Regions from separate parts of the Mus musculus genome. Here all the other regions are linked to region 6. The links are chromatin contacts, called in public HiChIP or PLAC-seq, Micro-C and promoter capture Hi-C maps. All regions are on one chromosome and are shown on one strand. Each heading gives the region's core, a stretch centred on a gene start, on an enhancer-like site or on the middle of the called end of the contact. The rest is flanking DNA. Distances are from core to core; before and after follow the strand shown.

Region 1 (3,995 bases), core at 845-3,344, 620 kb before region 6:
CTATGGTGGTGTAATGGCTTGCAGCACTCTCCTCACTGCACAGCACAGTCAGAGCACTCTGGCTCCAGGACACTGCAAGAGCCCTCTTCCTCTCCACCGCTGTCACAGTCTACCCACTGCCTTGTACTTCAGTCTTCTGGACTCATGGGGAGGCTCAGAGCTGTGATAGGTCTGGCCATGCTGTTTTCGGGAAGACAGTTACACTCTGCCTTGTTAGGTTTCGGTCTTGCTTTGGCCTGGCATTTCTCACTCTGCCCCCTTTCTTTCCTTTTGGAATGGCAATGTATATTATGTGCCATTGTGTGTTAGACATATGTGACTTGCATTTTGATTTTATAGGGGTTACAGGCTTGAGACTGCCTTGAGTCTTACAAGAGACTTGGACTACTCAACTCTGTTGAAAGTGAAAGACTGTAGGGACCTTGGAAGATGAACTACATGCATTTTGACTTGTGATATGGCCACAGACCTAAGGGGGCCAGGGAGTGGATGTGGTGGTTTGGATAAGAATGCCCCCTAAGGCTTGGTCCCTAGTTGGTGGAACTGTTTGTGTCCAGGGAGTGGGCTTGGAGGTTTCACATCAATCTCAGTCAGTAATGTCTTTCTGCTTCAAGATGTGAGCACTCATCCCTGCTGTGGAACCCTGTGTGCCCTGCCTGCTGCCATGTTCCCTGCCTTGATGGCCATGGGACCGTGAGCCCTCAGAGCAAATGCTTCACTTTATAAGCATTGCTTTGGTCATGGTGTTTTGTCACAGCAATAGAAAAGCAACCAAGACACCTGGCCTGGTCTTGCTGCGACCCACGCATTCTCCTGGTCTCTACAAGGGGCACACACCACACCCACAGGGACTTTCCTCCCTTGGTCTCCTGTGCCTAATCTGCAACTCCGAAACCCAAAAGCCCCTCAACGCTGTTGTCCCCTAGCTTGTTTGAAATGAACTATACCATGATTGATGGCTTGTGGTCGCACCCCCTTAGATGAACTGATGGAAAGGCTGCTTGCAGTCTTAGGAACCACATGGTCTATGCGCCACATTTCTTTCCAAGTTCTGAGTCCCCAATCTTGCGGTTCTGGATTGCTCTAGTCTTGAGGCCCTGCCACTGCCAATAAGGTGTATTCCTCTGTACCTTACCCATGAGGCTGCACACAAGCGCCTGTTCCCACTCCCACTACTCTGAAGCCTTCGCTCATGCTCCCTGTTAGACCTCGCTGTCACTCTGGCCTTGGATTTTCCATCCCTTGAATTGTTCACACTTCTCCTGTTTGTGTGGTTCCTTCTGGCAAAGTTCCTTCCCTAACCTACCAATTCTGCAGATCTGGTACATCCCTCACTCCTCTGCCTACAAGACTGTGATGTGTGCACGGCCACCACTTCCTGTTGTCCCTGTCCTGTTGGCCAGCCTCTTTGGAGGTTTCACCAACTATTTTTTCACTTGCTTCTTTTGCCCCTTTTCCTATTTAGAGAGAGGTGTCAGTGTGTAGCCTCACTGACCTCAAGCCTGTGACAAACTTCCTGTCTCTACCTCACCAGTACAACTACAGATGTGTGCACAGCTAGAAATTCTATTTTGAGTTAAGAGGTAGATGGTTTTGGTTTTAGCCCTGTTTTCAAAATATTTTTGTTTGTTTGTTTTTTGAGACAAGGTTTTTCTGTGTATCCCAGGCTGTCTTGGAACTCGCTCTGTAGAACAGGCAGGTCTTGAACTCAGAGATCCTCCTGCCTCTGTCTCCCGAGTGCTAGGATTAAAGGTATGTGCCAGCAATACCTGGCCTCAAAATAATTTTTAAAAATGACTGTAACAGTTATCACCGGCAGCCGTCCATCAGATTCTGTCTGGAGAAACAAGGGAAGAACAAGTTTCATGACAAGCAGTTGCTTCCGTTTGCACTGTGATACAGAGAGGCCATTGCTTCCCGCAGGAGATGGGTCTGAGCTACCTAACAAGGTGCTGTATCCACTGCCTATGATCCTGACTGCTCCTTCTCCCTCACACGCCTTGTTCTTTGGAAGGGGGTTGGACAGGGTTACCTTTGCTTTTTGACATCGGTGACGGAGGCTGCTCTGTAAACACGTCTAGGGGGGAGGAGTCGTGGTGGTCAAAGTCTTTGTCCATGGCTTCTATGAGACTGGTGATGTCGGAGTCCTCTGAGCTGTGCCGTGTGGTGCTGGCTCGCTCGGGGTGGGAAGGGTGTGTGAGGGGGGCAGGAGACAGCCTTTCGGGTGGTGGCTCCTGGTGCTGAGGCACTGGTGGTGGAGGCTGTGAGTGCTGCTCCAGTGGGCTGTGGCTGTGGCTGTGGTGCTGGCTGCTGTGCTGGCCCTGCTTTGCCCCTCTGGACTTCCTGCTTGCTGTGTGACCCTGGGTTGCTGCAGCTGTCTCTGAGACTAGGGGGCTGGTTTTGCTTGTAGACTGTGAGGCAGCTGCTTGTGGAGAAGTCCTGCTTGACATACTTGAACTGTTTCTGGTTCTGACGTTGTCCACATCAGCTGAGTTTTTGCTGCCATGGCTGCTGTGTGGGTGGACTGATGTGCCACACTGCCTGTGACTGCCTGTACCAGGCCGGGATGATGCGTTACTATAGAAACCCCTACCATGACTGTGTTCGCAGCCAAGTGTGTTCAAGCTGAAAAATGGATCAATTGAAAAATCAGTAAGCAGTAACTTCCAACCTAATACTAAGAAAAAAATTTCATTAGTAAACCCATCATAAAGAGAAACTAGGGACAGAAGTGGAAGGGATCAGAGCCACAACCTTCTACAGTTTGTCACCTCTGACAGTTATAAATAAGGTTAGGACTAATAACTAATAACTAAGCATATTTTGTCCCTGTTAAGAACTCTCATGAGTTCTCAGTATCTGAGCACCAGAATCGTTTTTTAAAAAATTCCGAGTAAAGATAAATTTCACTTCTTGTAATTATATCAGCTAAGTCTATGTGTATTAAAAAGTGGACTTTTAGTATATGAACATACTTTCCTTCAGATGAAATACCAACGATTCTCCTGAGATCAAATGGCCTTCCTACATCAAAGGGCGGGTTTGAGGCTTCAAAGGAGAGTCGCCTTCGGAAGGGCTCCCAAATCCCTTGAGCTTCCAAGTAGGCTGTTCCAATGACCAGGAGAAAGAGTGCACTGTGGAGCAGAGGGGCGGGTCAGCATTCTTTGCCAAAACAAGAATAATATTTGGTTACCACAGGCTCCTTGATAACTACAGAATGATGTAAAAACTCCAAGTTGTCTGTAACACACTTTTAAGGAAAGACAAAAATGAAGCATCGTAGTTCAGAGTTTATAGGACCGATCTCTGCGTACAGTATTTAGGCTGCACGGATGCCGGTGCGCTACATGCATGCAATACCCACGGGGGCCATAAAAGGGGATGGGCTCTCCTGGAGCTGGAGTTAAGGTGGTTGTAACTGCCAAGCGGGAGCTGAGAATTGAACCCACATCTTCTGGAGGAGCACCGGTGCCTTCCTTAACCACTGAGCTGTCTCTCCAGCCTCTGCACACCAACTTTAAAAGTTCACAACTGTGGCTGGCGAGATGACTCAGTGGCTAAGAGCACTGACTGCTCTTCCAAAGGTCCTGAGTTCAAATCCCATCAACCACGTGGTGGCTCACAACCACCGTAATGAGATCTGACGCCCTCTTCAGGTGTGTCAGAAGTCAGCTACAGTGTACTTATATATAACAATAAATGAATCTTTGGGCCAGAGCAAGCAGGGACTGAATGAGCCGGGTTGACTGGAGTGAGCAGGGCCAACTGAAGCCAGTAGAAGTCCTAAAAATTCAACCCCCAACAACCACATGAAGGCTCACAAACATCTGTACAGCTACAGTGTACTCACATAAACAAACAAACAAACAAATAAATCTTAAAAAAAAAGGTTCACAATCCTACACAGAAGCTGAGTGTGAAGACAATAATGTGCGTCAGAGGAGACAGCTGCAGTGAGAGAAACTGGATGGAGGTTCACCTCTCTTTCCCTTACG
Region 2 (3,973 bases), core at 40-2,539, 600 kb before region 6:
AAAGCCTACTTTCTAAGATAAGAGGACAAGAAGATATCTCAAGACTCATCCATCTTGAAGAAAGCCACACACAAAGGTGCCCTGAAACTGTGTCCTAGTAGGAAGAGTGAGCACACCTCAGGGCACTGTGACCCCATGTGGCCTCTGCAGTGTTTCTCCCCAGCTTGGCAGGGTAAGCACGGTCCACTGTCAAAGGGTAAGGCTGCACTCTAGTGAGCACTAGGGACTGAGGCTCACTACAGAGGCACTGAACTTGGAAGTGAGGCTCGGATGCTTACAACTTAGGAAATCAGGTCTATCTACACAAACTTAAAGTTAAGACAAACAAACAAATAAACAAACACCCCACTAAATGGTGTATTTTTAGTATATATTTAAATTGAACACTTTATAAGGTTTATTTTTTTAAATTATCCTCAATGATACAAATCATTTTAACTGAAAGAATTCAAAGATATCAATTCTATCCGCACTGTTCTAATAAAGAGAGCCTCGGGCTGGTGAGATGGCTCAGTGGGTAAGAGCACCCGACTGTTCTTCCGAAGGTCAGGAGTTCAAATCCCAGCAACCACATGGTGGCTCACAACCATCCATAACGAGATCTGACTCCCTCTTCTGGAGTGTCTGAGGACAGCTACAGGGTACTTACATATAATAAATAAATAAATAAATAAATAAATAAATAAATAAATAAATAAGCAAATCTAAAAAAAAAAAAAAGAAAGAAAGCCTCAGAGTATAACGCAATGTTTCAACAGTCGGGTACCGAGAGGACTGAAGCCAGGCTCCTGACTCGGTACAGGGCCACTTGTCTGACATCCTGGTATACAAATTGCACAGTAACCTTAATTCTAAGTATCAAATCATTGGGGCTGTGTGAACTTGACATCAAAGCCCACTTATCCCCCCCCCTCCCCCCAGGACAATCCTCCACCTGTGAAGCTCATGCCTGCTTCACGGCCGGCAGGGCACTAGATTCCTCCCCAGTCGAGGCTGATCCTTATAAAGGAGAACTCTTCCCAGTCTGAGCATCAAATGTGAGTCCCTTGAAGCCACAACAGAAGTGAGAAGAATATGAAAAAGGACACTGGCCTGCAGCCTGGTGCTTGCTATGGCAGGGACTTAAGAAGATTAGAGTAACTCCAGGGCCTGCCAGGGCAGCTCACTCTCCCACGCACTGCCATTAGCCCTGGGGGCTAGCAAGACCTCACAGGCTGGGGCACCCTAAGGACTGCTCCCTCCCTCCCGCAGAAGCACTGCTGGAATCCTTGCACCTCTGCTCTCCCAGCATGAGCTTCTCATCTGCTTCACTGTGCGCTGAAGACTGGGCTGGGAACCAGAAGATCTGCTCACAGCAATTCCTTACTTATCAATAAGCTTACTGTTAGTAGCAACCGTCTAAAACACAGACCTCTCCATCCCCTCAAGCATATGTAAGCATTTTGAGAGTAAACAAAGAACAGCTAGAACTGTGAGCTAAGCTGCAAATGGAAGGAAGTTTCTTTTGCTTTTATTGCACGATTTTACCACCCGAGCAAGGGAAGCCACGGAGCACACGTGGCAGGCAGGCAGGCAGCAGGAGTGCAGCTGGAGCCCCAGCTGCTCGTGGCCACACTCAGGCTCACTTCCCCACCTGTGAGAATTTCTCTAGGGTATGATCTGTCTGCGGAGCTAGAGAGCTGGCCTTGTGAGCTGAGGCCTCAGAGGGCTTTCCTTCACTGTCTACCTTGTGAGACAGCAACAATGGAAGCACGGCCATGTCCAGACATGCTCCCTTGCTGCAGCGGTTCCTGAGGGGCCACACCGTAGCATGCTCTCTGTGGTAGCAGCCTTGCAAAACCGTACCAGAAAGAACAAGTCATGTTTTTTTGCTGAGATACAGTTGTTATAAGCAGGAAGATCTTAAAATACATGTTGAAAAAAAATGATTCTTTCACTTCAAATGCAATACTTTAAGCATTGCCAAATGAGAGAGAGAATTTACATTCAGAGTTATCACTGCAAAACATACTGCACTAATAGTGAACAAATGTAAAGTTGGTGAGCCACTTTACACAAGGAGTCTGAACTGTGCACTCTTAAAAATAAACCTGAATCATCAGGTAAAACTCATTTGTCTAAGGAAATAACAAATAAATAAATAACAAACAAAAATCACAATAAAATACTTAAAGTTCATTCAGGTAACTTAAGATGAAAAAATTATTCAAAATCATTGCCTTGTAATGAACTTATTTATACTAGCCACTTTAGTACTAGTTACTAACTACTGCTAATTCAAAGATGACTTAAGAAATGGGAAAGCAGGGCTGGAGAGATGGCTCAGTGGTTAAGAGCACTGACTGATGATCTTCCAGAGGTTCTGAGTTCAATTCCCAGCAACCACCTGGAGGATCAAAACATCTGTAATGGGATCTGATGCTTGCATCTATTCTTAATACATGTTTAGTCTTTTCTCATGATATTCAGGTCAAACTAGCACTCAGTAATTATGTCAGGTGTGGTGTGCATGCCTATAATCCCAGTACCTAGGAAGCTGAGGTAGATCTCTGTGAGTTCAGAGCCACGTGTGAGACCTTGGTTTTTTGTCTTTTTTTAAAAAAAAGATTCCAAGACATATTGAGCAGTCAGAGCATGCCAACAAGCGAGGGGAAACCGGCTAGTACATAGCAACTGGATATTTTGTGTATACATTCACTAGAGCAAATGTCAAGCTGATACAAATGGCTCCCACTCATCAACTACCAAGGAAGCTCATGCAAGCCTCCCTTTGAAGATATCTGAGGCACATGGGTGTCATGATATCAGGAAGGCTGTTTTCTCAGTTACATGACAGACAGGAGGGCCTGAATGTGGGCCTTCTGTGCATGGTCAGGGGATCACATCTGGAGCTCCCTGAATTGCTATCACACACTGGGAAGGACCACAGTGTTTAAAGAGAGAATAGATCTTGGAAGAGAAATGAATAAAATACACATTAACATTCAGCACAGCCTAACTGGAGGAAAATGACTTCTCTAAAGACACACCAGGCTCTAATCTTGTTATACTATGTGAAAGAAATGCTGAAATAAACAGAAAGCACGACAAAGCAAAGCTTGGTTCTCAGAAAACTCAGTTTTCAGTGAATGTAAGAGAGAGATCTACGCCCATGTGACCTCCCCGACTGAGCACCATGACAGCACTGGCTGGTCTCTCTCATCTTTTACGCTTGTGCCAAAGTAGGCACAGCGTTTGTCTACAATGTGTAAGTCGGCTGATCCTTTCCTTACCACACTTAGATGGACCCAAAGAAGTCTGGGTTCAAAGTGAGCTCAACGGTAAGGGGGACTTGGGCAGTCTGAGCCACAGCTCCACCTTCAGGATGCAGTCTAGTGCACAGCTGATGCTGACAGTTATTAAATGAACGAGTAGATGAATGAAGACCAGGATTCTCATATCCTACATACAACCAAGAGTCTACAGGTCACCACAATACAGAGCAAGGACTTAACCCTGCTGTTAAATCACACAAACGCATGTGCACGTGTATGCACACACAGTGTGAGTATGTGTGTGTGTGTGTGTGCGCCGACACTCAAAAACTTACTGTTATTGGTACATCCTTTGTTCCTGAATTTAGTAAATGAAGATTTAAAACCTTTGGTAGATCTGTTGAAATGGAAGAAAAGAAGTGTTTCTTTAAAAGGTGTGCTTCACAGCAAATTAGAATCTTTACCTCATCAAATACAATGCAAAATTAGTATAGTAAAAGCAAATTAAATTTCAAAAATATGGCCTTTAATCCTGGACAAGTAAGTCTTAATTACAAATTACAAAATCAATCTCAAATTTTGTACTTTTTCCTTAATCATCATCATCATCATCTTAGCTTGGTTGTTTATAATTTTAAAATTAGAATTCTTTCTTTGATCACTAAGATAAATAAAAATATTTATTACATTGAATGTGTGAGGAACTAGATTAAGAAACT
Region 3 (3,892 bases), core at 756-3,255, 960 kb before region 6:
ACCCGAAAAGGGCAAAATGAAAATAGCCTCTGGAATGATGATGAGGCCTGATAGGCGCTTCCAGGGACCTGGGGTTGCTGTCAAACAATCCGGGCGGCTCTTCTGGGTTGTCAAAGACAGGGAGGGGGCAATTGCCCAACTCCTGAGGGTACTGTTCACTAAAAAGCTGGTCTTCTGGCCTCACTCTGTGTGTGTGTGTGTGTGTGTGTGTGTGTGTGTGTGTGTGTGTGTAAGGTGAGGCACCTCCTCACAAGGAACTTCCTCCAGCTGGCTGTTTACAGAACCCACCAGCACAATGCCAGAGCATTAAGTCAGCCTCTGCTACCCAGCCTCCCCCACAACACTGCATGAGTGTTCCATTATGTTTGGATTTTTGCTGCTGGTATTGATTGTTGCCTTAATTGGCAGGCTGTGTACCAAAGTAAAAATAAACACAGGGGTTTGTACAGAGACATAGAGAAGGACTGTGTCTCTAGGGCCAGGAGAAGCCCTGCTGGGAGACCCAGGGGTCAACCCAGGCCTTGTGCTTAGTATAGCTCTTGCAACTGAGGTAAGGATGTTTGTCATCCGTGTCCTGCCCTTCACAGGGTGGACAGCTGTGGGTGGATAGCTGTGGTCATCCCCACACACTGAGTTCATAGCTGCCGGATGACATCCAAGTGGGGCTGACCAGGAAGCAGTGATCTCAAGGCTAGAACAGCAGCCCCACCCCTCAGTTCATTTCCACAAGCAGCTGCCTCAGCTGGCCAGTCACCACAATTTGGGGTTAAGGGTATGGTCCTGAAAGAGCAGGCAGCAACAACTATTACTACACAGGCAAAGACTATTCACAGAGAGTTGTTATGTCATATTCGGTGTGTAAGCCAGTTGTTCTCACGTGCTTAGCCAGGTGATGCTGTGTTATCACTCTTCCTGCCGTCAAATTAAAAACTAAAACCATAACTAAACAATAAAATCAATCCAGGCATGGTGGTGCATATCTGTAAACCCTGCACTTGGGAGGTAATGGACATAGGATCGGGAGTTCAAGGTCAGCCTCAGATTTGAAGAGTTCAAAGCCATATCGGGCTATGTAAGACCTTGTCTCAAAAAAAAAAAAAAAAAAAAACAAACAAAAAACAAAAAACAAAAACAAAACAAAAAAAAAAAAACCAGTCATTCTTACCGCCATTTACAGACAGGGACTAGGATTAACGGTGAAGATCTGAAAGGCCTAGGATTTTGTGCCTAGGTTCAAAATTTGCATCTGTAAGAAGTAAAACACTTAGTGTTCCTGTGTGTGTTTACTTGCTTATTGCGCTCCCCCTCCTGCCCCCGTATGGCTTGTCTTGTTTACTGCCATTTTTCTGATGATAGGCTGTAAACTAAAGATGTGCAAGAATTTTGGCTTGTTCATTGCCGTATCGTTAGAGTATGAAACAAGAGTACATGTTCAATGAAAACTCATCCCTAAATAGAAATGACAGGTGAAAAACCTAGGTCAGAGCCTGGTCCCTCAGCACCTTAGGGGTCTAGACAGAACCGAGGAGTGGGCTGGGGGACTTCGGGGGCAGTGACAACCTATTTCTGGCATTGGGTCAAGGTCAACGAAAATCCCAGAAGTAAGGAGGCTGTAACGCCAGCCTGAACCCTCAGGTTCCCTTTTCTTTTTCTAAACCAGGAAATGCATTTTTCTCGCTGTGCCCGCGGAGAAGCACCACCCGCCCCAGAACGGAGCGACAGAGTGCAGGGGACCCGGAAGCAACCGAGCGCGTGGGGCTTGGGAGCCGGGCTCCCTAAGGAGGAGCGCGGGAGAAGCCCGGTGCCGCGCGGAAGCTTGGCTGGGCGCACCCCCGCTGCGGGCTCCCGCGCTCGCCCCGCGCCGTTCTACCTTAAGGGCGCAGACCTCCTTAAGCCGGGCGCGCGAGCCGTGGGTAGGGGCGGGACATCGCATGCAAATAAGGGGCGTGGGGCGGCGGGGCGGGGCGGGCGGGGCGCGGTCTGACGTCAGGTCCTCGGCTGGGGCAGTTGGCGCGGCGGCAGCGGAGCGGCAGGAGGGCAGGAGCGGAGGCGCCGAGTGAGGCGCGCGGCGGGGCGCGGGCAGCGGCGGGGCCGGAGCAACATGGCGCCGGGGGGCGGGGGCGGGCGGCGGGACGGCTGGCCGGCCCGAGGGCGCCTCCTCCTGGCTGCGCTGCTGCTGCTATGGACGCGGGCGGCCAGCGGCCAGAGCAGCCCCCAGCAGAGCGTGATCCTAGGCATGAGGCTAGCGAGCTGCAACAAGTCGTGCGGGATGAACCCGGATGGCATCATCTTCGTGTCCGAGGGCAGCACGGTGAACTTGAGGCTCTATGGCCACAGCCTGGGCGATATCTCCAGCAACCTGATCTCCTTCACCGAGGTGGACGACGCCGAGGCGGTCCACAACTCCACCAACTGCCTGGAGCTCACCAAGGACTTAGTGGTCCAGCGGCTGGTCAACGTGAGCCGCGGGAACACGTCGGGGATGCTAGTGGTGATTACCAAGTTCCTGCGGAGGAGCGAGAACATGAAGCTGTACGCGCTGTGCACCCGGCCCCGGGCCGACGGGCCCTGGACCAGATGGACGGACAAGGACTCCCTGCTCTTCATGGTGGAGGAGCATGGGAGGTTTCTGCCGCTCTGGCTGCACATCCTTCTCGTTATGGTGCTGTTGGTGCTGTCGGGCATCTTTTCTGGCCTCAACCTGGGGCTTATGGCCCTGGACCCGATGGAGCTGCGCATCGTGCAGAACTGTGGAACTGAGAAGGAGAGAAAGTATGCTCGCAAGATAGAGCCCATCAGGCGCAAGGGCAACTACCTGCTCTGCTCGCTGCTCCTGGGGAACGTGCTAGTCAACACCTCCCTCACCATCCTTCTAGACAACCTCATCGGGTCTGGCATCATGGCAGTGGCCTCCTCTACCATTGGCATTGTCATCTTTGGGGAGATCTTACCTCAAGCCCTGTGCTCCCGGCACGGGCTGGCTGTGGGTGCCAACACTATTGTTCTCACCAAAGTCTTTATGCTCCTCACTTTTCCCTTGAGTTTCCCCATTAGCAAACTCCTGGACTTCGTCTTAGGTCAGGAGATTCGCACTGTTTACAATCGGGAGAAGCTGATGGAGATGTTGAAGGTGACAGAGCCCTATAATGACTTGGTGAAGGAGGAGTTAAATATGATCCAGGGTGCCCTGGAACTAAGGACCAAAACTGTGGAGGATATCATGACCCAGCTACACGACTGCTTCATGATCCGCAGTGATGCCATTCTGGACTTCAACACCATGTCGGAGATTATGGAGAGTGGCTACACTCGCATTCCTGTGTTTGAAGATGAGCAATCCAATATTGTAGATATCCTGTATGTCAAAGACTTGGCTTTTGTTGACCCGGATGACTGCACCCCGCTCAAGACCATCACTCGCTTCTACAACCACCCGGTACATTTTGTTTTTCATGACACCAAGCTGGATGCCATGCTAGAGGAATTTAAGAAGGGTAAGGACTGGTGTAGCTCCTGGTTAAATGTCCTTTTGATACCTCTCGTTCCCCTGAAGCATCCCCTGCATGCTCTCTGTCTGCAGGTTTTACTCTTCTGTTTGTGCGATTTATTCTGGGTCCCCCTGTCCATGGCTTCCTATGCTTCTGGTGTGAACGTTATCAGGCGCAGCAGAAGCGGTTCTCAAGCCTTTGCCTTCTGCCAGGCACTGTGTTCTGTGCTTAGTTGAATCAAAGCTGAAGGAGATACACTTGTCTGGAGCTGGTGAAGGGAGACAGGGTAAGGCTCATTCATGCCTGAAATGAGGCAGCCACCAGGCCTCCTGGGTGGGTGGGGAAGTAGCCAGGGAGCTGAGGATGTTGTCACAGGGGAAGGCACATTTGAGGGGAATCTTAAA
Region 4 (3,505 bases), core at 642-3,141, 870 kb before region 6:
GATATACCCCTTATTCAGCAGCCGCAGGCAGCCGGTTGGGCAAAGAGCTTCAGTGGGGGACTTGGTGAAGCAGGCAGCGTGTAGAGTTCCCGGCCCCAGCCCGTCCCCTCCCCCAGCGCAGACAATAGCCGGGCAGAGCCCAAACCCGGTTCCACATCAGCAGGGCTGGAGTAGGAGTGGGGCCGGGAACCAAATGGGCCCAGCTTCCGAGGCCCCTTTGTTGCCCAAGAGGGAGGCAGGAAGTGGGTGGGATGGGCGTGGAAATGACCAGGACCAGTCCTGTTTCTCCAACAGCCTTCTACAAGACACTGACCCTCCCGCAGAGAGGCGACCGGGCCACGAGTCAGTTCCAGGCTTCTGTCTGGGAATCTCCTCGCCTCCGCGAGAGCGGGATCGTGGAGGGAAGTGAAATGGGTTGGGGAGGCCGAAGCGGGGTTCTCCTGGACAACAGGGGATGCCCACAAATGATCGTCAAGGGCTGCGTCCCCTCCTCCCCGGCTCTGACGAACGTTCTTAACTCCGGGATTGCACCTCGGGGACCATGCACTAGGCAGTAGGCAAACGGAACGGATCTCCACTAATCTAGACGCTAGGGGCTGGGAACAGAGATGCAGAATCTGAGGATTGCACCCCAAAACAAAGGTTCCTAGCCAAGACCCGGTCTCGGTCTCCCTACTGTGGACTCTCCCCTCCCCCAGCTCCGGGGATTTGAATGCAAACAAAGCGGCAGCGCTGGGAGCGTGGCAAAGCCGGGCTTGCGGACGCCCCCTGTCGGCCAAGAACCTCCGCGCGGGAAGGGCGGGGGGCTGGGGCTGCCTTCCCCGGAGCAGTCCCCCCTGACACACCCTCAGTTTCCTCTCTGCCAATTACCCTAGGCTGGGGTCAAAACCCGGTGGTGCGCTCCGAGAATCTGCAGGCGTAGCGGTGACCCAACCCCCAAGCTCTTCCCGAAGCAAGGGACACGGACAGCCAAGGGGATGGAGGGGTGCAGGACCAGGATTTGCACCCCACACTTGCACACCCGGTCGTGGATTGCGGCGCTCCAGAGAGGGACCGGGCGGCGGAGCTTTGGCTAGGGGGCTGGTTCTCAGTGCCAGCCCGCCTCCGGAGCAGAACGGGAGGGCGGGGGGCCGCGCTAGGGAAATCCGATCCCACAACATCGGCCACGGTCCAAGCCCGCCCCTAACTTTCCGTCGAGGTGGGGGGAACCCGAGCAGTTCGCGAGCCTGGCAAAGATTCGGACCGCGCGCTGGACAGCCCAAGGGTCCCCCACTGCCCCTAGCGCTGTCCGTACCCCCAGGCTCCCGCTGCTCCGGCCAGTGGAGCTGCAGGCACTGCTTGCCTTGATGCCGATCGCCACTGGGCAGCCCGCGGCGGACTCAAGAGGGACCCGGATCGGACAGCTGTCTTTGCTGTCGCCCCGCCCTGCACCCCTAGACGCTGTCCTCTAGCGCGCGCGCTAGCCCCTACCCAAGCAAGGGGACAAAGCAGCGGCCCCGGGGCCCCACCGCTCCGGCCTCACTCACCTCTTTCGTGCAGCTCCAATCCCTGGGCGCTGCCCTCGCGTTTGACTCCGGCCACCGTCCTCCCCTGCCCCCGCGCCGCTCCAGACTGCGCCCGCCCGCCAGCACGCTAAGGCTGTCCCGTGCCACCGCCCCTCGGTCTCAGCACGGCTCTCGGCGCCCCTGAGCTCGGATTCGGCGCTCCACCGCGCCGGGCGCCGGTTCTTTCTCCGCTGCAGCCGCCGCCACCGCCGCTCTCCGCCCCCAACCCCTTGACGTCAGGCAGAGGGTGTCGAGTGGTGGCCGGGGGCGGGACGCGAAGGCCCGCCCAGGAGGGGGCTGCGACCCGCTGCCTTGCTTACCCGGCACTGAGGCTTGGGGACCCTTTACGACTCTTGCAGCTCGTGAGTCAAGGTCTGCGCCACAGCGGCCGGAGGCGGGGAGGGGGCGGGGTGGGGGGCGGGGAGGGACTCCAGGCGTTGCCACCGGGAACTGCACGAACTGCACTCACCTGGTGAAGTGTGCCTTCAAGTCCTGAGGCGGGATGGGCTCTCTGGAAGGGTTGAGGGGCTTCCCCACGCTCCAGTTACGGGAACGAAAACTGGCAAACCATTTTGGGACTTGTACCCGAAGGGGGTGGCGTAGCAAGAGAAGAAACTGAAGGTTCTCTCAGGTGCTAACCACAGTGGTCAGTCTTTTGACTCCAAAGTTGTCCTCCTTTCTGGCCCTAACCCTTGGACTGGAAGGAGCAGCTCACAGGCAGAGGAGACCCCAAGACTGCAGGCAGCTCCTAGTTTCCAGGCTCCAGCAGAGCCTACCCCCGGGAAATGACTCTTGGTGTGGCTTGGAAGGCTGATTAACTAGAGGCACGAGCGCGCCACGGTTCAGATGAAAGAGGCTGGAGGGAGCCACGCAGCGAACCACCACCACCTTCAGAACTGCCAGCCTCCGCCCACAGGCGCTCCTAGAAGTAACTTGTAGCTGTGGCCTCCTGGACGGTGCTGGCTGGCAAATCCTTCCAGCCAGCTGGTCCTCCAGTGGGCAGGTGGACTGAGAAACCTCGGGGAAACTGCCCCAGCGGTACCTGGAGACCACCCCTAACCAGAATCAAAGGACAGGGACGAAGGGAAGGAGGCCTGGAGGTTTCTGTGGTAACTTTGAGCCCCAGGGGGCAGTCCCGGAGGGGAAAAAACACTTCAGACCCCATAAGTAAAATCTGGAGTATAAATCAGTCCGACAGCAGCTTTTGTTCTGGGCTAAAACGTGGCACCTGAGAAGTGAAGAGCAGAAGAGCAATGGGAGTAATCGAGAATGGCAGCCCAGTTTGGTTTCAGTAACAATTGGGTCTTTACTGGGACACAGAAGGGCCCCTTCTCCCTCGCTGGCCAGAGCCACGTTTCCCAGCTCCTTTCCATTAGGAAACAAAGCTGTGACCTCAGAGATAGGAGGCAGGCCAGCTATTGCCAGGGGTGGGCAGGGAGGGTGTCCTATGGAAGCTGGCCAGGGAGGGAGCCATGCACACTCCTCTTGACCAGGCTCCTGTTCATCTACTAAGGGCAAGCCCCACTCCAAGCTCAGGATTCGCTAAAAGCTAAGACTCCTCAGCTCCAGGAGGCTGAAACAGGACTTCCAAGCCAGCTACTGTTTCTCTCACTGAATAAGAGATTAAGCAAGATACAAACAAACAAACAAAAAAAGGGCTCAAATCCACACAAAGAGCAAGGTGACATTTTTAGTGAGATCCTGGCGCTGGACGCAGTCTATATGGTCCATCCCACCTGCTTGGGAAGGGAGAGGTAGGAAAACTGTGAGCCCAGAAGCTCCATCCTTTCAGCAGTCAGCAACCATGAGGCTAACCTCCACTTCCTGCTGTGTTTCCTTCTCACCTGTAAGCCTTGCCCCTAGAAATGAGGGCTGCCTGGTAGTGATCTGAGCTCCCTGGCTCTACCTCCAAGGTGGCCCCAGTGGAAAGTTTCAAAAGGTTTTAGTTTCACTGGCAGGGA
Region 5 (3,645 bases), core at 166-2,665, 650 kb before region 6:
AATGGTTCGACTGTGCCTGCCACCTGTGCCCTCAGCGAGATTGGCTCCTCCCTCAGCAGCAAATCAGTGCCTCCTTCCCTTGGCCAGAGTGACTTGGGGATGGCAGGGTGCGGGGGTGGGGGGGCATATCACACTTAGAGCCAATGAGAGGTGAGATTTGCTGGGAATTCTGGGGAAGTAAAGTTTGTTGTTATTTGTGGTGGAAAGCCAGATGCTCTGGGAAGGTTCTGGAAGTTTTGTGAGGGTCACAGGAGAATTGTTAAATGGGGTTGAGGGCAGCGAGGAGCCCCGGAGCCTTGACACACGCACATAGGGTCAGCAGGACAATGCTGAGACAATAACGTTAGATCCAGTACAGAGCTTAATTTGGTTTAACTATTAGTTTTCATTCTGTACTCCTAGGTGCGTGCGTGCGTGACGGTGCGCCTGTCTGCCTGCCTGCCTGCCTGCCTGTCTGTCTGTCTGTCTGCGTCTCAGGAGTGAATTGTACATGCTTTCAGGTGTCTGGGAAGGCCAAAGGAGCTGGAATTTCCTGGGATTGTGATGTCTGACACAGGTGCTGGGAATCGAACTTGGTTCCTCTAGAAAGGCAGTAAGCACCCTTGAGTGCTGAGTACTTCCCTACTCTGCCTCATTTTGTGTTGAAGATTTACTGACGGGGCTGAGATGAGGAGGTTATAAGTTGCAGGCGAGCCTGGGTTCCATAATGAGATCCTATATCAACAGCACACACTCCAAACAGGCAAAAAACAAACAAAACAAAACAAAAAAAAACTCAAAAAACCAGAACAAAACCAAGCGAAAACCCCTTAGCAGTGCCTTGAGAATAGGGAGATATGCGTTTTTCATTAGAAGGTGACGTTACTACTGCATATGTAAGCTGTATTACTAATTCATAGACAATATTAAAACTTAAACAGTCTTTAATCTCTTTAAAACTAATAAGTTGATCAAGAAAGAAATTTCCTCAGTGGTAGGATTTTGTGGCTGCTGGAAATGGTTTCTTTTGCAAATATTTCAGTTGCATTAAAATTCACTTGTTATTGGATAATTATATATTTTAATTAATTAATTAGTTTAATGCATGTGAGTACACTGTCGCTGTCTTCAGACCAGAAGTGGCATCAGAGCCCATTACAGACAGTTGTGAGCCACCATGTGGTTGCTGGGAATTGAACTCAGGACCTCTGGAAGAGCAGTCAGTGCTCTTACCCGCTGAGCCATCTCTCCAGCCCAATGACACATATTATTGCACAAACGTTTAAGAAAATAAATACGTTTTTGTTTTTATTTATTTTATCGTCTGCATCACTAATTGGTTTGGTATTAAAACATCCACGTGGGTATCTAGTACACTGGGAAAGGCTTGGCAATGACGGAATCCTCTGAAGAGGTTGTAGTTCTAAAACAATGCCACAAGGTGGCGCCACAGTAAAAGCAAAGGTGGGCTCAGTTCCTGGCACAGGGCGCTCACCTGTCCTTATTCTGGCAGCTTCTGGCTAGGGAACAGAATCCAGACTCGCCTCTGATCTTCAGCCGTCAGTTCCGCCGCCTGCAGAGGGTTCACTCCAGGCCGGTTTGCAGGATGCTTCTTGCCAGCCTCTGGGACCCGGGCTCCGCACCCTCTCGCAGAATACATCCAGGCTCTTGCGCCTTTGTATTTTAGCGTAGCCCTCTGCTTTAGTGTGGCACGCTTTTTTGCTGTTTATAGATTTAGCCCCAGTTGCCCCGGGGGCAGGTTGTTTAGCCCTCCCGTGCCTCAGTTTCTCTATGGGCGCGTCGACTGAAAAGGGAAAGTAAATGTAGAAAAACCAGTGGGAAGATCTCAAAGGTACCGGGAACTACAAGGACGCTTAAAGCCCTGACGCTTGAACCTGGCTTTAGAGAGAAACCCTCCCATTTTCTCTGCCACCAGCAGCCAGGAGGAGGGGGAGGGGCAGCAGCAGCCTAGGAAAAGCGCAGAAGAATGGTTCAGAGTAAGGACTGAGCCCACCGCCGCCCCACGAGGCTGTACGGAGGGACATCTTTCTTTGTTCCTTTCCAGTATCATCTGCTCCTGCAGCCCCGTCCCTCGGTCTCACAGACTTCTCTTAACCACAGGTTCTGCTTTGCCTGTGGATGTCGCCCCTGATCCAGCAAGACCACGACATTCTGTAGCTGATGGCTCCTGCCTTGTACTCGCAGCCTTTACATGTCCGGAGAAGAAACGACTGCGTGACTCAGTCACCATTCAGTTTCGTGGCTTTATTTTTGCACCTGTAAATGTTTTGCCTGCACGTACGTCGGTGCATCCCATGCGTGCTTGTGACTATAGAGGTCAGAAGAGGGTGTCAGGTCCCCTGGAGCTAGGGGTATGGATGGTCGTTGGCCACCTTTCAAGTGCTGGGAACAGAACTTACTCCGCCTGCTCCCCAGCCCCCTCCCCCGCCCCCGTTTTCGTTTATTTGTTTTTGAGCCGGGGTCTCCTGAAGTCCGGGATAGCCTAAAAGTCTGTGTAGCTAGAGGCGACCTTGAACTTCTGTTCCTCTTGGCCTCCACTTCCTGTGGTGGGATTACAGGCAGGGGCCAGCATTCTTAGTTTTATGGGGTGCAGGGGAATGAACCCCAAGTTTTGCACGTACTAGGTAAGCTCTCCCCCAGCTTGCTCAGTTTCTGGCTCAAGCTGGCCTTCAACTCATGCGCTGTCTGCCTCAGCCTCCCGAGTGGGTCCCCAGTCTGCACTGCCCATTAGGCTCACTGTTGGGATCCCACAGCCTATAGGGATGGGACAGGGCCTCAGACCAAGTGGGTTTGGAGGTGGCATGGCTTTAGGGACAGCTATTTTGGACTTGGGCTCTGGGGGAAACTGGGGACTTATGTCTGTAGCACCTGTTAAGCTGAGAGTCTGAACTGGGTGGAGCCAGCTGATGAATAGATACGGTGGGCGATCTGCAGGCCCCACGGCTCAGGACTCTGGTGGCTGATTTGTGGGGGGTGTAGGGCTGGGTGGTGACATGTCTCACCATGTGAGCTTCTGGCATCTCCTCCTCCACTGGGTCTCCACAAGCACACACACATGAACATGCATATACCACACATGTACCACACACATGAGAAACGCGTCTATTTTTGATGTTGTATATGCATGTCAGTGTGGATTTGCGCACTTGAATGCAGTGCCCAGGGAGGCCAGACGAGGGCGCTAGAGCCCCTGGAGCTGAAGTTAAAGGTGGTTGTGAGCCACCAGATATGGGTGTCAGGAATTGAACTCCAGTTCTCTGCAAGAACATGCTGCTAACTGCTGAGCAGGCTCTTTAGCTTCTCAGAAGCACAGAGAGCAGGGCGAGGAGACGGTTCTTGGCAGTGATGAATACTGGAGAGAGAAAATGCATGAGCCTATTTCACCAGGCGATAAATGAGCCAAATTCATCCCGAACGGCTAGGGAGGATTATTTGGCCATAAAAGGAGTGAAATCTGGGCACCTGCTATAATATGTGAAACCTTGAAGCATCATTCGAAGTGAAGTAACCGGACCTTACTGGACGGGCCTTGTGCTCCCTTCACGTGGGTAGTCTGGGGCAGCCACAGAGTGGACTAGACAGAGTAGGGTAATGAATACTGACTTTCTGCTGGAGCCGACAGAGGACTTCTGGAGACAGACAACG
Region 6 (3,835 bases), core at 1,012-3,511:
TTTCCCCCTTGAAAAGCCTGTTTCCATCCTAAAGACCTGTATAGATCTTTCAAGTCGTGGAATGGTAGCATATTGCCCAGGCACCAGTGATGTCATTTGGGGACCTCCTGCCACCATCTTTCACGCCAAAACTCAAGCACTGACACTTCTTCCTGGCCGTGTAAGACAGAAGTGCCAACGCTGTCCTCAGCCTGCTAGGCTTGTGTGCAACTGCCAATGACCTGAATTCATGAGGTCAGCTCTTCCTATTTAGGACTTGCTGAGACCTCATCCTCCAGCTTTCAGGAAACCATGAGGGCCAGCTGCTCTACAGGATAACATGGTATGCTTGCTCTATGTTCATCACTGGAGTCCCCACACCATTATCCAAACCATATCACTACAACTGATGTATGACCATTAAATCATTCACATTTAATTCTATGTATAGGTAACATAAGCTTTTGAAATGGTTCATCACTTACCATTGATCTTTTACATTCAAAAAAGGAATACTGCAAAGCTCTACAGTTGCCTTCCTTCAAACACTGCCGTGGGGATTTTCCTTCCTGTGATATACAAACCAATGTGAATGTCTGAAAGACTGTCCCACAAAGCACAGACAACTGTTCTTCTGAAAGTAGTTTTTTTTTTTAAAGTTGACTTAAGAAAATTCTTAATTCCTTTTTATTAACCTTGGTGATTAAAGAAAAGCAAATGTAAAGATTATCAAATAAGTAAGTATTTTGAGTCTGCTTTGAAATTTAATTTTATGAGTGTTTGCCTGCATGTACAAACATGCACTACATACAGACCTGGTGCCTATGGATGTCAAAGAGGCTACCAGGAGGAACTGGAGGATAGATGATTGTGCACCACCTTATGGCTGCTAGGACCAAATCCTGACCCTCTGTAAGAGCAACAAGTGCTCTTAACCACTGAGCCATCTATTTTCCAGCCCCCAGAGCCTAAGATTTTTAGGACATATCGTCAATGTTTGTATAAGCCTTCCTATGGATGAGAACCATGAATTGGATGTGTTAAAATAAAGACCTTTTAGTGTTAGTACTAAACTCTGTATATAAATGTTAATAGGGAGGGGCTGGCAAAGTGGCTAAGTAAAGAAAATGCTTGCTGTGCATGAGAGCTCCCAGTTCAGCACCCACATAAAGAGCTGGGCATGGTGGCAGAAGTCGTTTATCCCAGAATGGGAGTGGAGCCAAGCAGATCTGGTTAGGCTAGCCAATTAGGTCCACTGACATGCTATCTCAAGTAATAAGGTGGAGGGGCTGGAGAGATGAGTCAGCGGGCAAGAGGCCTTGCTCTTCTGAGGTCAAGGTCAGTAATGGGAAAACCATACTGAGTTCCCTCTGGAAGTTTCAACTTTTCTGGTTTTCCAAGAGTCATAAAATCTTAAGAAGTCTATTTTTGAGAAAGTTCTGAACCTTCTCCCCACTCCCCTTTCTCCTCACTATCCCCCACTGGAAGGTACGTTGTGATCATCTGAGTTCATACCCTACGTTTCTCTGAGCCCTTCTCATTCCTCGCCTGTTTCCCAAGGCAGCACATAGTATAAAGGCTTATGTTGAATTCCTCCCAGAATGCAATGCTATAGGTTTAAGATAGGTTAAAGATCGGCAGAGAGAAACTATGGCACACCATGAGATACTTCCATATTCTAGAAGCCAAGGAACCAAAACTCTCCACCACAGATCAAGTAGCCATGCGGCGCAGGCACAGGCCTTGGCAGCTGCCCTTAGAGTGGGAGTCTCTGGTGGCGCGTGCCAGCACTCAGGGATCGCTTCCTGAACAGAGCTGGCTGAAGGTTTACAAAATCCTTAGGTGGGTAGTAAGTTATCTCCCACTTAACACCAGTAAGAACTGGGGATGCGAGCTCAAGAGACCTGTCCAAAGTCAGGAGCGGACGCGCGACCTCTACCCTCGACGTGACCTCCCCTCGCAGGCCATCATGGAGCCAGTCTTGACTGAGCTCTGCCACCCAGATCCGCTACCTGGAGCACACAGGCAGACTGCAGCAGACATGCACCCAGATCCTCCTTCACGCCCGCACACGCGCCGCCCTCCGGCTTGTCCTCATAATACCGGGGCATGGCGGGGACCCACCGCCCTCACCACACTGGATCACGGCCCTCGGTCACCCCGCACGGCCCGGAAGGGCGTGGGACACGCCCACTGGCAAGCTACCGGCGAGGGTGGGAGAAAGTCTCAACAACTTCCGCCAGGAGTGCGACTCTTCAGGGTATGCGCACGCGTGGCGGAAGTGCGTGTCCGTAACGTAAATACAGAGCGCCGCAAGTGCGGGCTACGTAGCGGGAAGGGAAGTGGCCCCAGCGGCGGCTGGGCTCGGCTGCCCTGGGAAGGTGGCGGTAGTCCCGGGCCCAGGACGAGGCCTCGAGGGCCTTCAGGTGCGGCCTGCTCTGTGTGCGCAGGGTGGCGTTCGTGCCGTCGGCCGTTTCCACGGTTAGCTCGCGACCTGGCGTCTCAGCGGCTGGGCGAGGGACCGGCCGGCGCCCGGCAGCTCGAGTCCTAGGCCCGCCGTGGAGCTGCTGGGTAAAACCAAAGACAGCCGCTTACGTGGGAATCGCAGGATTAGAGCCGTTTTTCTATTCTAAGCAGGTCTGAAATTTTGCAAGGAGACACACACCCTGAAACCTTGTCGTTGCTTGTTCTTAAGTCAAATGTCACTGGGCCGTTTGTATTTTTAGTTGACAGAGGCTTGGGGTAATGGAGACCTGCTGGCGGGGCGGGGCGCCGCGCCGCGCCGCGGAGGGCAGGTAGGCTGGGCGGTGACCAGCAGTCATTTAGCTTCGGACTAGTTGGACTGGCCCCTTCGCGCTGTTATTCCTCCTACCCAGCCATCCTAGGAGTAAAACCATCAAGGAGTGTAATTTTTATTGTCACATTCTGAATAACCAGGGACTTGCTGGCCATCGCCGATGGACTTGTACAAATAAACTGTGTGTCTTACTTTTTCAGTAACCTTGCTTTTAGATTAAACTTTTTGTTTGTTTTAAATCTTGGTCATTACAAACACGGAATTTTGAACCAGTGTTCGGTCATTGTCCCGTGTTAATGAGGACGTCATTGCACACCCCCTTGTGCTGCTTTTTCCTTGGCCTCCATTATCAGTAGTGAGCTACTGCAGCTGTCAAAGGCTTGATTGAGGTGAAGGTTGGGAAACCATCGACTGAAGTTAAGTGCTTGTTTCAGGTGATACAGGAGTTTGTGGTACTGCCTTGATGGCATTACCCTTGGCCAGCCCCTAGACAAGCCCCAGAACCAACTCTATAGCTTCTGGCCCCTAATCCTTTCTGAAGGTGGCAAGAGAAAACGTCATAGCGCTGACGAGGAGTTCTAGTAGCCAAATAATTACATTTAAGATTACATCTAAGAGAAATGTTCTCATTCCATCTAGGAAGATGCTACCAAGTACTTCCTTGAGTTCTTCGATGCACGGGAATGGAGTATTAAATTCCAGGGATGCAGCAAGGCACACGGCTGGAGCAAAACGCTACAAGTACCTCAGAAGGCTCTTTCGATTTCGGCAGATGGACTTTGAGTTTGCTGCATGGCAGATGCTCTACCTGTTTACCTCTCCTCAGAGGGTTTATAGAAACTTTCACTACCGGAAGCAAACAAAGGACCAGTGGGCCAGAGATGACCCTGCCTTCTTAGTCCTCTTAAGTATCTGGCTCTGTGGTAAGTGTGTCTCAGTTTACAAGCAGTATAGTAGAAAAACAAATTGGGGTTTTCAGAGGAAACTTTATCTTTTGGGATAATGTATGGCGGGTCAGACTCTTGGGGTGTGTGAAGCTGTGGGATTTGTTTGTCTTTT
Region 7 (3,946 bases), core at 60-2,559, 520 kb before region 6:
TAAAATTAATCTGAGAATACTTAAAACTGGTGAAGCTTACTGCACAATAAGTATTCCTATGAAGCAAATAAGCGGAGGGAGTTTGGTGGGATGCAATCCATAAAACTCAGTCAACATACTATTTTTCCCCTAGAAGAAGGTCTCATGCATAAAATGATGTGCTAAGGTCCCTCAGAAGGCAGCTCTTTTTTTGTTTTGTTTTTGTTTTTTTTTTTTTTTTTTGAGACAGGGTTTCTCTGTGTAGCCCTGGCTGTCCTGGAACTCACTCTGTAGACCAGACTGGCCTCCAACTCATAAATCTGCCTGCCTCTGCCTCCCGAGTGCTGGGATTAAAGGCATATACGACTACCGCCCAGCACAGAGGGCAGCTCTTAACACCCCTGCCACAGCCTTCACACTCTGAAGACAAACACAGCTGCCCCTTACTTTTGGTCTGTTCACGATCTCTTATGTGCTGTATGTATTTCAACGGCTTTTCTACCCTAAGATCCCAGTACCTAGTCAGCTTTATATTACTGAAGGGTTGGAGGGAAGCATGGTGGGAGAGCATGAGTAAAATGTATGGAGACTGAGTTCAGACTCCAATACACACACACATGCGCACTCAAGCACGCACGCACACACGCACACATACACACACAAAGAAAAGAGGAAGGAAGAAAGGAAAGGAAACACAATGAAACTATACTTACTAGAACATTAGTTTGGAATCAGAAAAACGAATTAGGAGTGGTTGGTAGTACATGCCTCTAACACCAGAACCTGTGAGGTTGAGGCAGGAGGATCACAAATTCCAAGGCCAGCTGGGACTATACATAAAAATAAATGAATGAATGAATACCAGGTAATGCTAATGCTATACCACATTCTTACAAGTTCTAGACCTATGCAAGTACATGTGGTACATTACTCTTAAAGTTCAAAATATTTGCATAGGATTGAAGTAACATCTGAAAGAATAAAACATTTTTTTAAATTAGAATGTTTCCCCAAAATCCATTTCTCTCCCCACAAGCTCAAAGTAGCCTGCGTATAGGAACATTCTGATAGTCCAATCTACTTCTAAGAAACTTGCAAATCCAGTGTTCATTCCTGGAAGTTTCTCTGTAGACAGAAGCCTCCCTGCACCTCCACCGCACAGCCCCATCACCCAGCTGCCAATCAAAGACCTCGTTTCCTTTCTCAATTAAAAGAGCTTCAATGCCCAAAACACTGCTAAGGAATGTGGGAAACGGCTACAACATTCTACTCTTCCGCTGAGTTTTCTCAATGCTGACCTCTGACCTCTACTTCCTTGCAATTGTTGCTCAAGTCATTTCCCATTTCTGAAGCTAGGTCCAGAGTCACATACCACTCGTGTGGAGCAAGCTCAGTGGCAGTGCAGGAAGCCTCAGGGGACACCATTAGGAAGGAAGTCAATATTTTCCATGATTTCCTTAAAATAGTCGAATAAATGTTACTGAGGAAAACAAGAATCCCATGTAGCTAAGAATAGGTCCACTTTTATCCACTAAGCTTTTTAATATACAGCAGACACATGTCCTTCTAAGTCAATTCCACTGTAGAGTCTTTTCCTTATCTCCACCTTCACAGCAAACCAGAAGAAATTAACACGAACACAAATGTCTAGCAGCACCTACTATGTGCTCTCTGTGCTGCTGGGTAAAGAGTATACACTAGCTTAATTCCCTGGGAAGAAGGGTAGAAATTCCTAAGTCAGGAATAAACTACCAAGTACAAACTGAGTGTCACATACTGCAAACAATTACAAACAGAAAGACTGTTTTAGATTTCAGATTTTTTTTTTTTCAGATTCTGGAATGCTTTTAGGGATGAGACCCAAGTCTAAACAAACAAACAAAAAAATTACATTTTACATATAGGAATACACATGGCCTGAAGGAAATTTCAGAGAGTATTCTGAGTGGGCATGCATTCGGTGCCTGTGGTTTACAGCGCTGAGCACAAGCTCTAACATGAGTGAGGGAGCCACGTGCTCCATCTCTGAGCCGCACCCCAGCTATGTACCTAGGTTTGCCTGTGACCTCTCAGATGAAATCGGGTATAAAGTTTTCCACTTGTGGCAGCATATAAGCCCTCAAAATTAGGAGCATTCTGAATTTTCAGTTTTGGGTTTGGGGTGGTTAACTGATAGTAAGTTTACCTTTTGCTATTAGCTCCTATCAAAGAAAACTAGGGAAAACACTGGCTCTTGGCCAGACCTGGGTCCTCATCTACATACATGAGGGAGCTGGGACACAGGAGAGAGCTACAACCTACCAAGTACTCCTGTCAGGGATGGCCATGGAACCCTCTGCTGAGCATGTAGTGGACAATGGGAATGCTGGGTCAAGACTGGCACAACTGGCAGGCGTTGTATAACACACACCTTAATCCCAGCACCCAGGAGGCCCAGGCAGGCCTGGTCTACATAGTGAGTCCAAGACAGTCAAGACAGTGAGAGCCTGTCTTAAAAAATAAATTAATTAAAACAACAACAACAACAACAAACCAGAAAGACTGGCACAACTCCACTAACCTCCCAAACAGCGTAGATTATTTAAAACTGCTTCTAAACAGTATGAAAGAAATTCTCCAGTGTATAAACTAGTCTTCGCCTAGGCTAACCTAAAAAGCTGCCATATTTTCTGTCCTCTGCCTGCTATGAATACATGATCTAAGTGTGATTCTGAGTTGAGATGAGTTAGGAGTCGATGGCAGTTGCCCAGGACCTCCGCCCTGTGGTTCTTTTAGCCAGATCTTAAAACTTTAATGAGTACAGAAAGAAGGGCCACGCAAAAACAACTTAGGAGAAGAGCAGGCTCTGAGAAGAAAACCCAGTGAAAAGGAAGATTCTGACCAAGAACAGCAGGGGCCACAGAGATGGCGTGGCGTTAAGAGCGGCAGCTGCGTGTGTACTGCTCTTGCAGAAGACCCGAGTTCTGTTGCCAACACCCATGTCAGCCTCAACTCCCGTTCCAGAGGATTTGAACACGTCATCTGGCTTCCTAGATTACCTACACTCAGATGGGCACGAGCCCATATGCATGCATACAGATACAAATTTTTCTTAATTAAAAAAAAAAAAAAAAAAAAGACTGCTCCTATAGATCCATACCTGTCATCCAAACCCCTGAAGAGGAGACGTAACAGTTCGGTCGGCGGCTACCACTGCAAGAAGAGAATAAATCCTACTGGGTAGTCTAATGTGCAAAGGAATGTACAATCTTGTTTTAGTCTCTGAAACGCTGGGAACATAGGCAACACTACTACACCCTACTCCAAAAAATTAAAAAGTTTAAATGTAAAGTTACCAAGTTTATTTCTTTGCTATCACTATCTGATACGGACAAATATATTTTTCACCGTCATGAAGCAGACAACACATCCATAAAACATGTTAACCTTACGAAGCAAGTTGGCTGCTTTCACCGCAGCATATTCAGCAAGAATAAGCCAATATGGAATCCCACATCCAACTCAGACAGAATCTTCCTGGAGTGGTAACAGCAACATCTGAGGAGGGACAATGTACTTTAATCTATCCTAAATGTCTTCTTTGGGGAGTGGGGGGGGAAGGAATCTGGAGAGAGCAATGGCTGAGCCGTTGAAAACTGGCTGTTCTTCCAGAGGACCCAGGTTCAACTCCCAGCAACCATGTGGCGGCTCACAACTTTCTGTTATTTCAGTTCCAGGGGATGACACCTTTACAGACTACATGCAGGCAAAACACCAATACATATGGAATATAGGAAGGTAGGTAGGTAGGTGACTGGGTGACTGGGTGGATGGCTCCCCCGATTTTTGGAATTTCTCCTGCTTTTCAAATTGTGTCCTGATCTTGAAAGCACTTTGGGAAGACAAAGAACACCACAAAGAAAATGCAAGTTCCTAGAAGTTGGGGATCCCTTCATTGCTGGGGTGCTGATGACCAACCCAATGTCTA

Evidence for each region. Promoter capture Hi-C pulls out the DNA fragments that hold promoters and counts their contacts. Hi-C and Micro-C count contacts between places; a contact is called where the count stands out from the background. HiChIP or PLAC-seq counts read pairs in DNA pulled down with a chosen protein or histone mark. Capture Hi-C pulls out chosen DNA fragments and counts their contacts.
Region 1: a promoter capture Hi-C map of hematopoietic stem and progenitor cells shows a contact between it and region 6, with 4 times the contacts expected there. The contact joins the enhancer-like site here to the promoter of Unc50 in region 6. A contact is called at or near these places in 12 of 39 promoter capture datasets (the 3T3-L1 cell line, 3T3-L1-derived adipocytes, the C10 cell line and 8 more), 1 of 484 Hi-C or Micro-C datasets (growing oocytes), 11 of 115 datasets of contacts at active chromatin or transcription factors (the 230-238 cell line, bone marrow-derived macrophages, cardiomyocytes and 7 more) and 3 of 9 other capture datasets (adipose tissue, embryonic stem cells and liver).
Region 2: a contact with region 6 is called in a promoter capture Hi-C map of embryonic stem cells, with 4 times the contacts expected there. The contact joins the enhancer-like site here to the promoter of Unc50 in region 6. A contact is called at or near these places in 12 of 39 promoter capture datasets (the 3T3-L1 cell line, 3T3-L1-derived adipocytes, the SN4741 cell line and 8 more), 3 of 115 datasets of contacts at active chromatin or transcription factors (bone marrow-derived macrophages, fetal liver and stem cell-derived neural progenitor cells) and 1 of 9 other capture datasets (adipose tissue).
Region 3: a promoter capture Hi-C map of adipose tissue shows a contact between it and region 6. The contact joins the promoter of Cnnm4 here to the promoter of Unc50 in region 6. A contact is called at or near these places in 1 of 39 promoter capture datasets (liver), 1 of 484 Hi-C or Micro-C datasets (regulatory T cells), 1 of 115 datasets of contacts at active chromatin or transcription factors (astrocytes) and 2 of 9 other capture datasets (adipose tissue and liver).
Region 4: a contact with region 6 is called in a Micro-C map of embryonic stem cells, with 4 times the contacts expected there. The contact joins the promoter of Sema4c here to the promoter of Unc50 in region 6. A contact is called at or near these places in 6 of 39 promoter capture datasets (the HPC-7 cell line, cranial neural crest, embryonic stem cells and 3 more), 6 of 484 Hi-C or Micro-C datasets (Sertoli cells, embryonic stem cells, palatal mesenchyme and 1 more), 4 of 115 datasets of contacts at active chromatin or transcription factors (astrocytes, embryonic stem cells, memory CD8 T cells and 1 more) and 2 of 9 other capture datasets (adipose tissue and liver).
Region 5: an H3K4me3 HiChIP or PLAC-seq map of forebrain shows a contact between it and region 6, with 7 times the contacts expected there. The contact joins the enhancer-like site here to the promoter of Unc50 in region 6. A contact is called at or near these places in 9 of 39 promoter capture datasets (3T3-L1-derived adipocytes, erythroid cells, frontonasal cranial neural crest and 5 more), 3 of 15 datasets of contacts at CTCF or cohesin (embryonic stem cells, large pre-B cells and pro-B cells), 9 of 484 Hi-C or Micro-C datasets (DN3 thymocytes, cortical neurons, embryonic stem cells and 3 more), 18 of 115 datasets of contacts at active chromatin or transcription factors (the 230-238 cell line, DN3 thymocytes, bone marrow-derived macrophages and 9 more) and 3 of 9 other capture datasets (adipose tissue, embryonic stem cells and liver).
Region 7: a promoter capture Hi-C map of the HPC-7 cell line shows a contact between it and region 6. The contact joins the enhancer-like site here to the promoter of Unc50 in region 6. A contact is called at or near these places in 5 of 39 promoter capture datasets (the HPC-7 cell line, cranial neural crest, hippocampal neurons and 2 more) and 5 of 115 datasets of contacts at active chromatin or transcription factors (bone marrow-derived macrophages, embryonic stem cells, large pre-B cells and 2 more).

Annotation. Positions count from the first base shown.
Region 1 is chr1:36,805,852-36,809,846 of GRCm38.p6, forward strand. It overlaps Tmem131 (transmembrane protein 131), which reads right to left. Exons shown (of 41, transcript NM_018872.2): 30 at 2,976-3,134; 31 at 2,033-2,625. Among named protein-coding and RNA genes, the nearest start is that of Zap70, 46 kb to the left of the region's middle. Within about 2 kb of position 2,095, at least 31 of the 459 cell types and tissues checked have an H3K27ac peak or open chromatin away from gene starts, as enhancers often do. A contact at or near this core is called in the 230-238 cell line, effector CD8 T cells, hematopoietic stem and progenitor cells and 1 more, where this site is marked.
Region 2 is chr1:36,829,907-36,833,879 of GRCm38.p6, forward strand. It overlaps Tmem131 (transmembrane protein 131), which reads right to left. Exons shown (of 41, transcript NM_018872.2): 11 at 3,590-3,651. Among named protein-coding and RNA genes, the nearest start is that of Zap70, 70 kb to the left of the region's middle. Within about 2 kb of position 1,290, at least 82 of the 459 cell types and tissues checked have an H3K27ac peak or open chromatin away from gene starts, as enhancers often do. A contact at or near this core is called in embryonic stem cells, where this site is marked.
Region 3 is chr1:36,469,592-36,473,483 of GRCm38.p6, forward strand. It overlaps Cnnm4 (cyclin M4), which reads left to right and starts at 2,006. Exons shown (of 7, transcript NM_033570.2): 1 at 2,006-3,494. The coding sequence starts at 2,102. Gm33454 (predicted gene, 33454) reads right to left here and starts at 2,178. Exons shown (of 3, transcript NR_168706.1): 1 at 1,871-2,178.
Region 4 is chr1:36,556,490-36,559,994 of GRCm38.p6, forward strand. Sema4c (sema domain, immunoglobulin domain (Ig), transmembrane domain (TM) and short cytoplasmic domain, (semaphorin) 4C) reads right to left here and starts at 1,892. Exons shown (of 15, transcript NM_001126047.3): 1 at 1,527-1,892.
Region 5 is chr1:36,783,411-36,787,055 of GRCm38.p6, forward strand. No RefSeq gene overlaps it. Among named protein-coding and RNA genes, the nearest start is that of Zap70, 23 kb to the left of the region's middle. Within about 2 kb of position 1,416, at least 50 of the 459 cell types and tissues checked have an H3K27ac peak or open chromatin away from gene starts, as enhancers often do. A contact at or near this core is called in cortical neurons, embryonic forebrain, forebrain and 3 more, where this site is marked.
Region 6 is chr1:37,427,878-37,431,712 of GRCm38.p6, forward strand. Unc50 (unc-50 homolog) reads left to right here and starts at 2,262. Exons shown (of 6, transcript NM_026123.4): 1 at 2,262-2,616; 2 at 3,416-3,699. The coding sequence starts at 3,420. It overlaps Coa5 (cytochrome C oxidase assembly factor 5), which reads right to left and starts at 2,226. Exons shown (of 3, transcript NM_198006.4): 1 at 1,992-2,226; 2 at 465-548. The coding sequence starts at 2,090.
Region 7 is chr1:36,913,377-36,917,322 of GRCm38.p6, forward strand. All of the region lies in intron 1 of Tmem131 (transmembrane protein 131), which reads right to left. Among named protein-coding and RNA genes, the nearest start is that of Tmem131, 24 kb to the right of the region's middle. Within about 2 kb of position 1,310, at least 59 of the 459 cell types and tissues checked have an H3K27ac peak or open chromatin away from gene starts, as enhancers often do. A contact at or near this core is called in the HPC-7 cell line and bone marrow-derived macrophages, where this site is marked.